2 separate regions of the Zea mays genome follow, and region 2 is linked to region 1. Evidence: chromatin contacts called from public Hi-C data. All regions are on one chromosome and are shown on one strand. Each heading gives the region's core, a stretch centred on a gene start, on an enhancer-like site or on the middle of the called end of the contact. The rest is flanking DNA. Distances are from core to core; before and after follow the strand shown. Region 1 holds the start of LOC100857099 (guanine-nucleotide-exchange protein). Region 2 holds the start of LOC103633646 (long chain base biosynthesis protein 1a-like).

Evidence for each region. Hi-C and Micro-C count contacts between places; a contact is called where the count stands out from the background.
Region 2: a contact with region 1 is called in a Hi-C map of leaf, with 6 times the contacts expected there. The contact joins the promoter of LOC103633646 here to the promoter of LOC100857099 in region 1. A contact is called at or near these places in 10 of 25 Hi-C or Micro-C datasets (bundle sheath, ear, leaf and 3 more).

What each region holds. Positions count from the first base shown.
Region 1 is chr1:34,594,185-34,598,591 of Zm-B73-REFERENCE-NAM-5.0, reverse strand. LOC100857099 (guanine-nucleotide-exchange protein) reads right to left here and starts at 1,981. Exons shown (of 11, transcript NM_001254773.1): 1 at 714-1,981. The coding sequence starts at 1,981. It overlaps LOC103633613 (synaptotagmin-5), which reads left to right and starts at 2,454. Exons shown (of 11, transcript XM_008655335.4): 1 at 2,454-2,852; 2 at 3,058-3,159; 3 at 3,472-3,522; 4 at 3,669-3,789; 5 at 3,867-3,985; 6 at 4,405-4,407. The coding sequence starts at 2,748.
Region 2 is chr1:34,759,595-34,764,001 of Zm-B73-REFERENCE-NAM-5.0, reverse strand. LOC103633646 (long chain base biosynthesis protein 1a-like) reads left to right here and starts at 2,427. Exons shown (of 13, transcript NM_001346710.1): 1 at 2,427-2,624; 2 at 2,926-3,078; 3 at 3,160-3,254; 4 at 3,382-3,473. The coding sequence starts at 2,967.

The DNA.
Region 1 (4,407 bases), core at 732-3,231:
TGCATGAAGGAGGCTGACTGTGAATTGTCATTGCGAAAAAATGAATGTAGACTTTGTTGCTGAAAAGCTAACTACCTATTACTATCCACATGAATGCATTGTAATTTTATCATTTCTGTTCTGACAATACCTAGTCCACCCAATAGAAGAAATACTTGCACATTTGTGTATTGTAAGCTAAAACATGTTCCCTACTGCCAATTCCAGCTATATTCTTCTAGCCATTGATCACTTTCCAGTCAAGTAGTTTCATTCAATTGCCAATGGTAGTTCTTGCAGTACAAACAAAGCCAGATGGAGCATGAATCCAATTAACCAAATAATACAAGTATACAACAAAGTGCATGAAAATTAAAAATCAATAGCGTCTTTAGAGAATAACTCTCCAAGTTCCTTTTTTCCAGGACATCAAAGAAAGTTCATTAGGTTTCTATTTCATTTCAACGTCTAAACAATGAGCAGTGTGACATCAGTTCAATCCCTGCCAGATGCAATTAGGAATTCAAGTATTTTTTTCTAAATTTGTTGACATAGGCATACATCGAAACACTATCACCATACCAATTCAGTGCCTAAACCTTTTGTGCCACCTTTTCAGTTTTCATGCAATAAAGCGACACACGAATTATTGTTCAATACTGGTACAACATTTACACAAATTCAGAAGAGCATTAAACTTGTTTGTCAAAAGTTTCAGTAAGTGCTTATGTTACCTCTCACTGGTCCGGAACACAGCCCCAGCATTTTCAAGCAAGATCTTGAGAAGCTCAAGAGCAAGGATCTTTCCCCGCATTACTATGGGATCTGCTGGTGCATCCTTGGGTGGTGTCTTCATGGAAAGCTTACACAAAGCCCGGAAAACTAAGAAAGCATCCCTCCGTAACTTGTTCCCAATTCTCACATCAGCATCATCGTCCAAGGTGCCAACCACTGCCCCCTCGACACCAAGCTCATCTTTACGACCCTCAATAGCTGTTTTGTACATGCTGATCTCCCAGTACTTGGCATCAAGCATGTCCTTATCTGTTGAATCAAGCAAATCCGCTGGGTTTGCCCCTTCCTCTGCCGCTGCCGTTGTCTCAAATGCACCATCATGGGCAACGGTGGGTCCTGCCCCTGCTGATGAAGTTGTCCGAGCCAGAGGTGTGAGTGCACCATCGAAGTCACCAATGATCTTCGAAATGAATCCCTGTACAACGTTGGGGTCAGCAGTGGGCGAGGAGCCCGAAATTGCATCAGGTAGCTCAATCACATCAGCCACGACTATGGGTTGTACAGGCACGGTCGAGGAGTCAGCTTCCATTCGGCGGAACACAATCACCAGCATCTGCACAAGCGAAGCCTTGGCAGTGGCTTGATTGACGGCACTACGGCTCCCGAGGTACATATCATAACATGCGCGCACGGCACGTAGAAGGCAATCGCCGTGGAGGCGTACAGACGTAGAGGTGACCGCCGAGAGGAGTGTCTTGAGGAGGAGGAGCTCAATGTGCTCGTCATCAAGGCCAAGCGCATTGCAGGCGGCGTCCAGGAGTGAGGCGACGAGCTGTGCTGAGGGATCAGCAGATGGGTCGGCCTCGCCATGGATGTAGGAGTGTGCGATCAGCCTGTGAAGGAGCTCCAGCGCGGCCTCGGCGAGCTTGGCGCTGCCCGAGCCGAGTGCCGAGATCACAGGGGCGAGGAGCAGCTCCGAGTCCGCGAGCGACAGGCTGCGCAACGGACCAGGCTGTGCGGAAGAGGAGGTCGGCGTCGAGGGGGAGGAGGTCGGCGTGGACGGCGCCTGCGCCTCGGCTGCGGGCGGCGGCGGGGGCTTCTGGAGGCGGTCGAGGATGGACTTGGCGGTGTGCGAGAGCTTGGAGTGCGCCTTGTTGCGCCACGAGGCATTTTTTATGAGCTTCTCGAGGAAGGGGGAGAAGATCTCGACGAGGCGCGGGTCGGACTCCGGCGGGGTTGGCGGCGGCGCCGCAACCGCGGAGGCCATTATTCCGCGGCGGGATCCGGTAGCCGCGGTCGCGCCGCGCCGCGTGGATCTGGATCTGGGCGGGGCGGGGGTTTGAGGTGGTTTGGATCGGGGAGTGGGGCGTCGGTTGTCGTGGATAGAGATGGGAGGGGAGGGGACTCAGGGGAGGGGAGGGGAGGGGAGGGAGAAAGATGGTTGGACGCCGAGCTAGCTGGTGACCTGGTGTACTTCGCATTTGTATATTGCAGTAGGAAAGGATCGGAATCGGGCTTGTTACTCTCCGTATGTATTTTACGCAAATGGGGCCTAGATCAAATGGTGGTCTGGAGTCTGGACATAGGCTAAATTTAGAGTGTAATTTAGAATTTTTTACCTATTGATTAATATTTTTTATGATGATTATATTAAGAGTCTTCATTCTTCAAGTTTAGTTTCGCTATATGGGCCTGGTCCATGTAAGTATCGGGCCTGTGTGGAACCAAAGGCTCGTCAAGCACACTGATCGCAGAGATCCAGCCATGCAAAATTCGCCGTGACAACCTTCTCACCATTCGCACATTACCCTCTCTCTCTCTCGTCTCTCCCCTCTCTTTATTATTACTAGTAGCACGCGAAAAAATTGGTCCCAAATGCAGTGTTAGAAGTAATAAACAATTTGGAGAGACAATCGTCTACGATTTGATCCAAGAATTTCCGTACGTAATAGATAATCTTGTACTTGAAATTTTTGTCTTCCTCCGTGGTTTCCTCTCTTTCTCGGCTCGTTGAGAAAAAAAAGACAGAAGAAATGGGATTCATATCGGGAGTCGTAATGGGGATGATCGTCGGCGTCGCCCTGATCGCAGGCTGGGCACGCGCCATGGCTCGCCGCGCCGCCAAACGCAGCAACAAGGTAGGTGCCGCTACATCATTCCGATTCGATGTATGCGATCATAAAAAGTTTCGATCTTCATCCTTCGGTTATCTGGTCTTGATTTTTCTGCCTTTGGGTGTTGTTAAATACAGATCGGTTGTTAAAAGTGTGCTGTATGCCTTTGATTGAATTTGTGCATTATTGATTGGGATAAATTTCAACATAATGGCATGTTTTGAAACAGGCTGCGGTTATCAGTTCGTTGGGATCTCTCAACCGTGAAGACGTGAAGAAAATATGTGGAGAAAGTCTTCCCCAGTGGATATCATTTCCAGAATACGAACAGGTGAAATGCTACCTGCCTTGGTGTAGATATAATCATGGAACCGTAAAATGTCCCGTGATATCAAGCTATTGACTATCGCATAAGTTATCTGAATTTTTATTGTTGTAATTGCTAGACAAAAACTTCCGCAGAGAGAAAACTTTTTGCAGCCCATATCTATGAACTTCATAACTCTTCGATGCATAAAACCTGGGAAATGACACATCCACCTATTCCATATCTTGCTGTTGCTTCTCCTACAGTATACATGCCCCCTTGATCTGTTGCTTGCATGTTTCCCTTGTTATATATTTTTTTTGGTTCTCCTTTCAGGTCAAATGGCTCAACAAACAGTTGAGCAAGCTTTGGCCCTTCGTGGAAGCGGTAAGATTGATAGCTTTGGTTTCTTCAGAAAACTTCATTATGCGGGCAAACAGTTTAGGACGAAGTTACTTACATTTTAAGAAACATACAGATCTACCGTTTTGATGCCAACAACCGTCCTTATTCGCAGTTGCATCTAATTGCAGGCAGCAACCATGGTCATCAGGGATTCTGTCGAACCGATACTCGATGATTATCGACCACCAGGGATATCCTCGCTGAAGTTCAGCAGGCTCTCCCTTGGGACTGTTCCACCGAAAATAGAAGGTTGCCAAGACAAAATGGTGTCAACTTGTATACGCTCTCATAGGATTTGGCCATGACTTAAGCTATTCTGTGCTCAGGCATTCGGATTCACAGTTTTAAGAAAGGGCAGATTACAATGGACATGGACTTCCGCTGGGGCGGGGATCCAAATATCATTCTTGCAGTCGAGACACTTGTTGCTTCGCTTCCCATTCAGGTTTGCAGATCTCCACAGACCCGTGGCCAAAAGGGATATTAGCAGCTTTAATTTCCCACATTTTTATCGAAGTGTGTCAAATTTTATCGTGAAAGTATTTGCACGTATAAATAGGGCGTGAATGGATGGTGGTGTGGTATGAGTTCCTGGCCAGGCGATGTCTGATTTCAGACGGGCTAGGATCAGCTGCCTGGCCATGTGTGGACTGGTGTTGTTAATTACAGCTTAAGCATACCAATAAAAAAACGCATTTTCTTAGTTAGATCATTTTGGACTCCTTTACAATTGTTTGCCTGCGGTATGAGATTTTATGCTGACGCTCTTCCAAAAGAACAGGAGCTCATGTTTAAACCTCAAATTTCGTTTCCGCATCTTCTACTAATCATTTTTCCCGTGTTTGTTTGTATGTGTGTGTACAGTTT
Region 2 (4,407 bases), core at 1,178-3,677, 160 kb before region 1:
ATTTATTTCCAATTTATTTGTCTTTAATGCTTTATGCCTTACGTTATTTCATATTACCTTTGTGAGTTCAATTATGAAGGTTTAACCTTCGTAGCTCTACCATTATAACCTTCGTCCGGAGTACATCCCTGGGAAATAATGCTTCAGCGGACGAAGGGCATTGATATTTAACATTTTATGTTGCCTTGTTCTTAATTCATAGCATTTGAGAACAAGTCCCCAACAGGCAGACTTGTCGTTGTTTTGCCTTGCTATCGTGTGGATGAAGGTTATGGTGTAGGCTGTGGCGTAACCTGATACACCACTGTGTGTAACGGTGTATGGGCAGTCGTCCTATCCCCTCCACCTGTTCCACCCTGCCTAGGTAACGTGTGGGGAACAGTAGGAGTTATAATGAGGGGTGCCCATGCAACGTATTGAGTCAATCGTCCTGTCTCGGTAACACGCGGGTTACTGGCGTAGCCCAGACCTTGCGGATTTCGCGCATGTATTTAATCCGGGGCGCACGCCACCTGCCACTAGCGCAGGCAAGCGCGCGTCCTGTTCGCACTTAATGCTGGCGACCCCATGTCAGAGGCTTACGTCAGGCGTCTCCGGCCACGTGTCGGCACCGGACCTCTGCCTGGGCATGCTCCTAGGAATGTGTGGTGTCGTGGCACCCCCGGACCTCCAGTGATTGGGGGCCCGGAACATGGATGAGGGGGTTCGGGCCCCAACCGTAATGGCCTGGACACATGGCGGCACCGAATCTCATCTGGTTTGAGGTTCAGATGACACATGTGGGGTCCTGTCCGGAACCGATCTTGTAGTCATGAGAGTGCTTTTACTCCAGGGGCATGGAGCTGCTCCGGACCCCCTTCCCGGGGATCCGGTGGGCCCATGTGAAGGTCTGGATCCCGTTCGTGGGAACTCAGACCTACGACCGAAGTTGCTGATTACTCCCTTCTATGGGACTTGTGGTGATACCGGTTCAGCCCAAGTAACGAGCCCAGCTGGTCCGAAACCACATATGACGGGCCTCAATCCTGAGTCGGGCTGGCCAGCCATAGATTTGTGGCTATGGGCAGCCATAGGGGTCCTCGCCTTGATCCATCAAAATTGGGTACCCTATATTTAAGGTACTGACAAATAGGATAGGGTATATTCTTGGTTACAACAAATGACTAATCACATCCAGATATCGTGTGGTTTTGATGTCGCAAACACCTTCATAATTATCTCTGAAGATAATAGGAGATGTGCTCCACAAATAGAAACGAGTTATATTAAGACTAATATGTTTAAACATATTTCTCCTAAATTTCTCTATCCTTACGAACTTTAGAATAAGGTGAGGTAAAAATCATGCAAGTCAAATTTTATGACAATTTAACTGATTTAAAATCCTTACTCGTAACCATATTAAAAAAATATGTTCAAAGTATAGAGATGAAATATTTGAGAGACCTACAAACTTCAGAGGGAGAAGACCCTGAATGTTATCCCTCGCTACTCGAGGCATGAGTTAATCATAATATTTACCTAACACAGAGTGCTAAGAAAATCTATAAAATATTATGTGGGCTAACACCGAACATATCCTTAAGTGACTCTATTTTTTATATAATAAAGATGTATGCTTTATAATAAATAATAAGATAACAAATTATTTATTATTGTCTCTTGCCTGTTTTGGTGTTTACGTTGTCAAAGTAAAGAAACAGAGAAATAATTTATCCGTTCTAAATTAGTATTCACTTTAGCATTTAGTTTTTATGTCTATATTTAAATATATGATACTAAATCTATATATATATATATAACATATATGTTAATTATTATATGAGTTCACTAAATATTCGAAACGAATTTTATTTTGAGACGGATGAAGATTTTTTCTTACGCTCTAATAAAAGATTTAAAGATCTCAATCTAGAATTTAGGACGACACCAAGTCCTGTCCGTCGAGGCTGCGACCCTGCTACAAGGAGTAGTTCTACCTCTGAACTGAAGTCAGTCATGAGCTGCCATCAGCCAAGTCGCAGGCGGTTAACTAACCACTGATTATAAAAGTTTATAAGTAAATCCCAACACAAGATATAGAGAGTGGACCACCGGAGTCGTAACAGAAAAATATCATCAGCCAGGATTGACCACACGGATCATCATTGGATCAACGCTGGCTGGCCCGGACTCCCAGTCGAACGAAACGAAAGGGACGATCGTCGCAGCCGCAAGGCCAGACAGACGCCGAGCCCAGCCAGCGCCAGCCGAAGACGACCGCCGCCCGGGAGCCAGCCCAATCAAACCCATCGCCCATCGGTCTCCTCTCTCCCTCTTTGTCCACCGCGTCGTCGTCTCGTCTCCCTCCCCGCCCCTCGTATATTAACAGCCCCGTCGTGACTACACTGACCACCGCCTCGAATCCATCGCTCCGCTACTCGAACCAGACTCATTGGTGCATACTCCCGCGTCCCGCCTGGCTCCGGGGTCCATTCGTCGACCCATCTCCGGCGAAAGCTTACCTCTACTACCACTGAAGCGAAGGCGTCACATCGGAAGAATTGTAGCTGTTTGTCCTCCTCTTCCCGACAGCGCAGAGCGGAGATCCGACCGGACCTGGGATCGATTCCTTCCTTTTCTCGGTAAGGAAGCCCTAGCTTTGCTTGGATGAGCCTTTGGTGTTCTCCTGCTGGATCTTACCAGTGCTGCCAATCAAACCAGAGTCTCTGTCGCTGGGATGGGGGTCTCTCCAGGCCGTCCAATTCGTTACGGATTCCCTTGCTGTGTGCCTGTGTCCTGTGTGCAGGGGAGCAATAGATAGTGGCCTGTTTGTTTCCCGATAATTCGAGAGGGGTTTAGCTGAACCCACGAGTTCCTCCACGTTAAGCCCGCCGCGCCTGGTTCGGCGATCGATCTGACTGATGGAAACTGCTTGGTTGGCAGATTCTGGGCGCTAACGGTTCCTGAGGGAAGCTCCTGGGGACATGGACATGGCATTGCCCGTTGTGAATGCCACAGCGGCGGTGCTCGCCCGTGTCTCGGCTGCGTTCAATGCCCCACTTGCCCGTGCAGTCGTCTTCGGGGTCCATATCGATGGTAAATCCCTCTTTCCTCATGGATTCATAAGACGGGTCGGCGGCTTAGTGTCTCACATTCAGTCGCGACGGGATTTTCCAGGGCACTTGGTCGTGGAAGGGCTTCTTATTGCAGTCATCGTGTTTCAGCTCTCCAGGAAGAGCTACAAACCACCAAAGAAACCACTTACTGAAAAGGTCAGGACGTCATGTGTTCTTATCGTTCGTAACTACTAGAACCAGACAATTCTTAATACTGTAAAGTATTGTTCTCGTCGCCTGTTCATGAAGCATGTCACTGAATGCCAGCATTTTGTCTCTGCAGGAGATTGATGAGCTATGTGATGAGTGGGAGCCAGAGCCGCTATGCCCTCCAGTCAAGGAGGGGGCTCGAATTGATACTCCAATGTTGGAAAGGTTTGCACTATAGCTTGGTTTTCAATGGAGTTGTACCAGATTGTTAGTTCAAATCAGTAGTTGACCCATTGGTGTTGGAAATTTAGCAGCCTAAGGAATTTTTGCTTAAAGTAAATTCACAATTAAATAGGGTATGCTGTGGTTGTTGTTGCATGAGTAACCCTACATTATCATTTCATATCTATGGATTAACTGGGCGATCTCACTCTTCAAGTTGTGGGAGCGTTAGTTCAGTTCTTATACTAGTTTCACTTAACTTAATAGTGCCATGTGTGGGACCTATTGTTTTGGAACGTTTACTTTCTAGATTATATGACATTTAAACCATTTACTTATGAATAAGCAGCAAGGGACACATTGAACCACAAAGAATTTCATTTTCCCTTGCTACCCAGATGTCTACATAGCTACATGCTTCTTGGATTGTACTCTCTCTTTTCTGATATCAGTATGCATCTAATGTAATAATGTATACTTCTGGATGTATATTGCTAATCTTATTTCTTAGGAGGGATTCATGACATCACAATATAAGCTTGTACCTTCATATAGTTGTCAATGTAATGTTGTTTCTTTGGATACATTGCACTAATAAAACAGAAGTTTCATTGATTTAATGTTGTTTCTTAGCTCTTAGGATGTATTGTGCTAATAAAACAGCAATTTCGTCAACGATATGCTCCCTAGTCTGTAGTTATAGGAATAGCTATTGAACATCCCTTGTGATAGCAGTGCTCTATCTGAAGATACTACTATACATGGGATATTCTTTTTGATGAATATCTCCTGAAATCCATTTGAGTTATCTATGTATAGCATTTAAGTTGCCAGAACTTTTCTTCAGGCATTTCTGGTTTTGTGTTACAAACATGCATGCAGTATGGGTTACAAATGTTTACCATGTGAAGTAGTTGTGATTGCATCATATATGAAC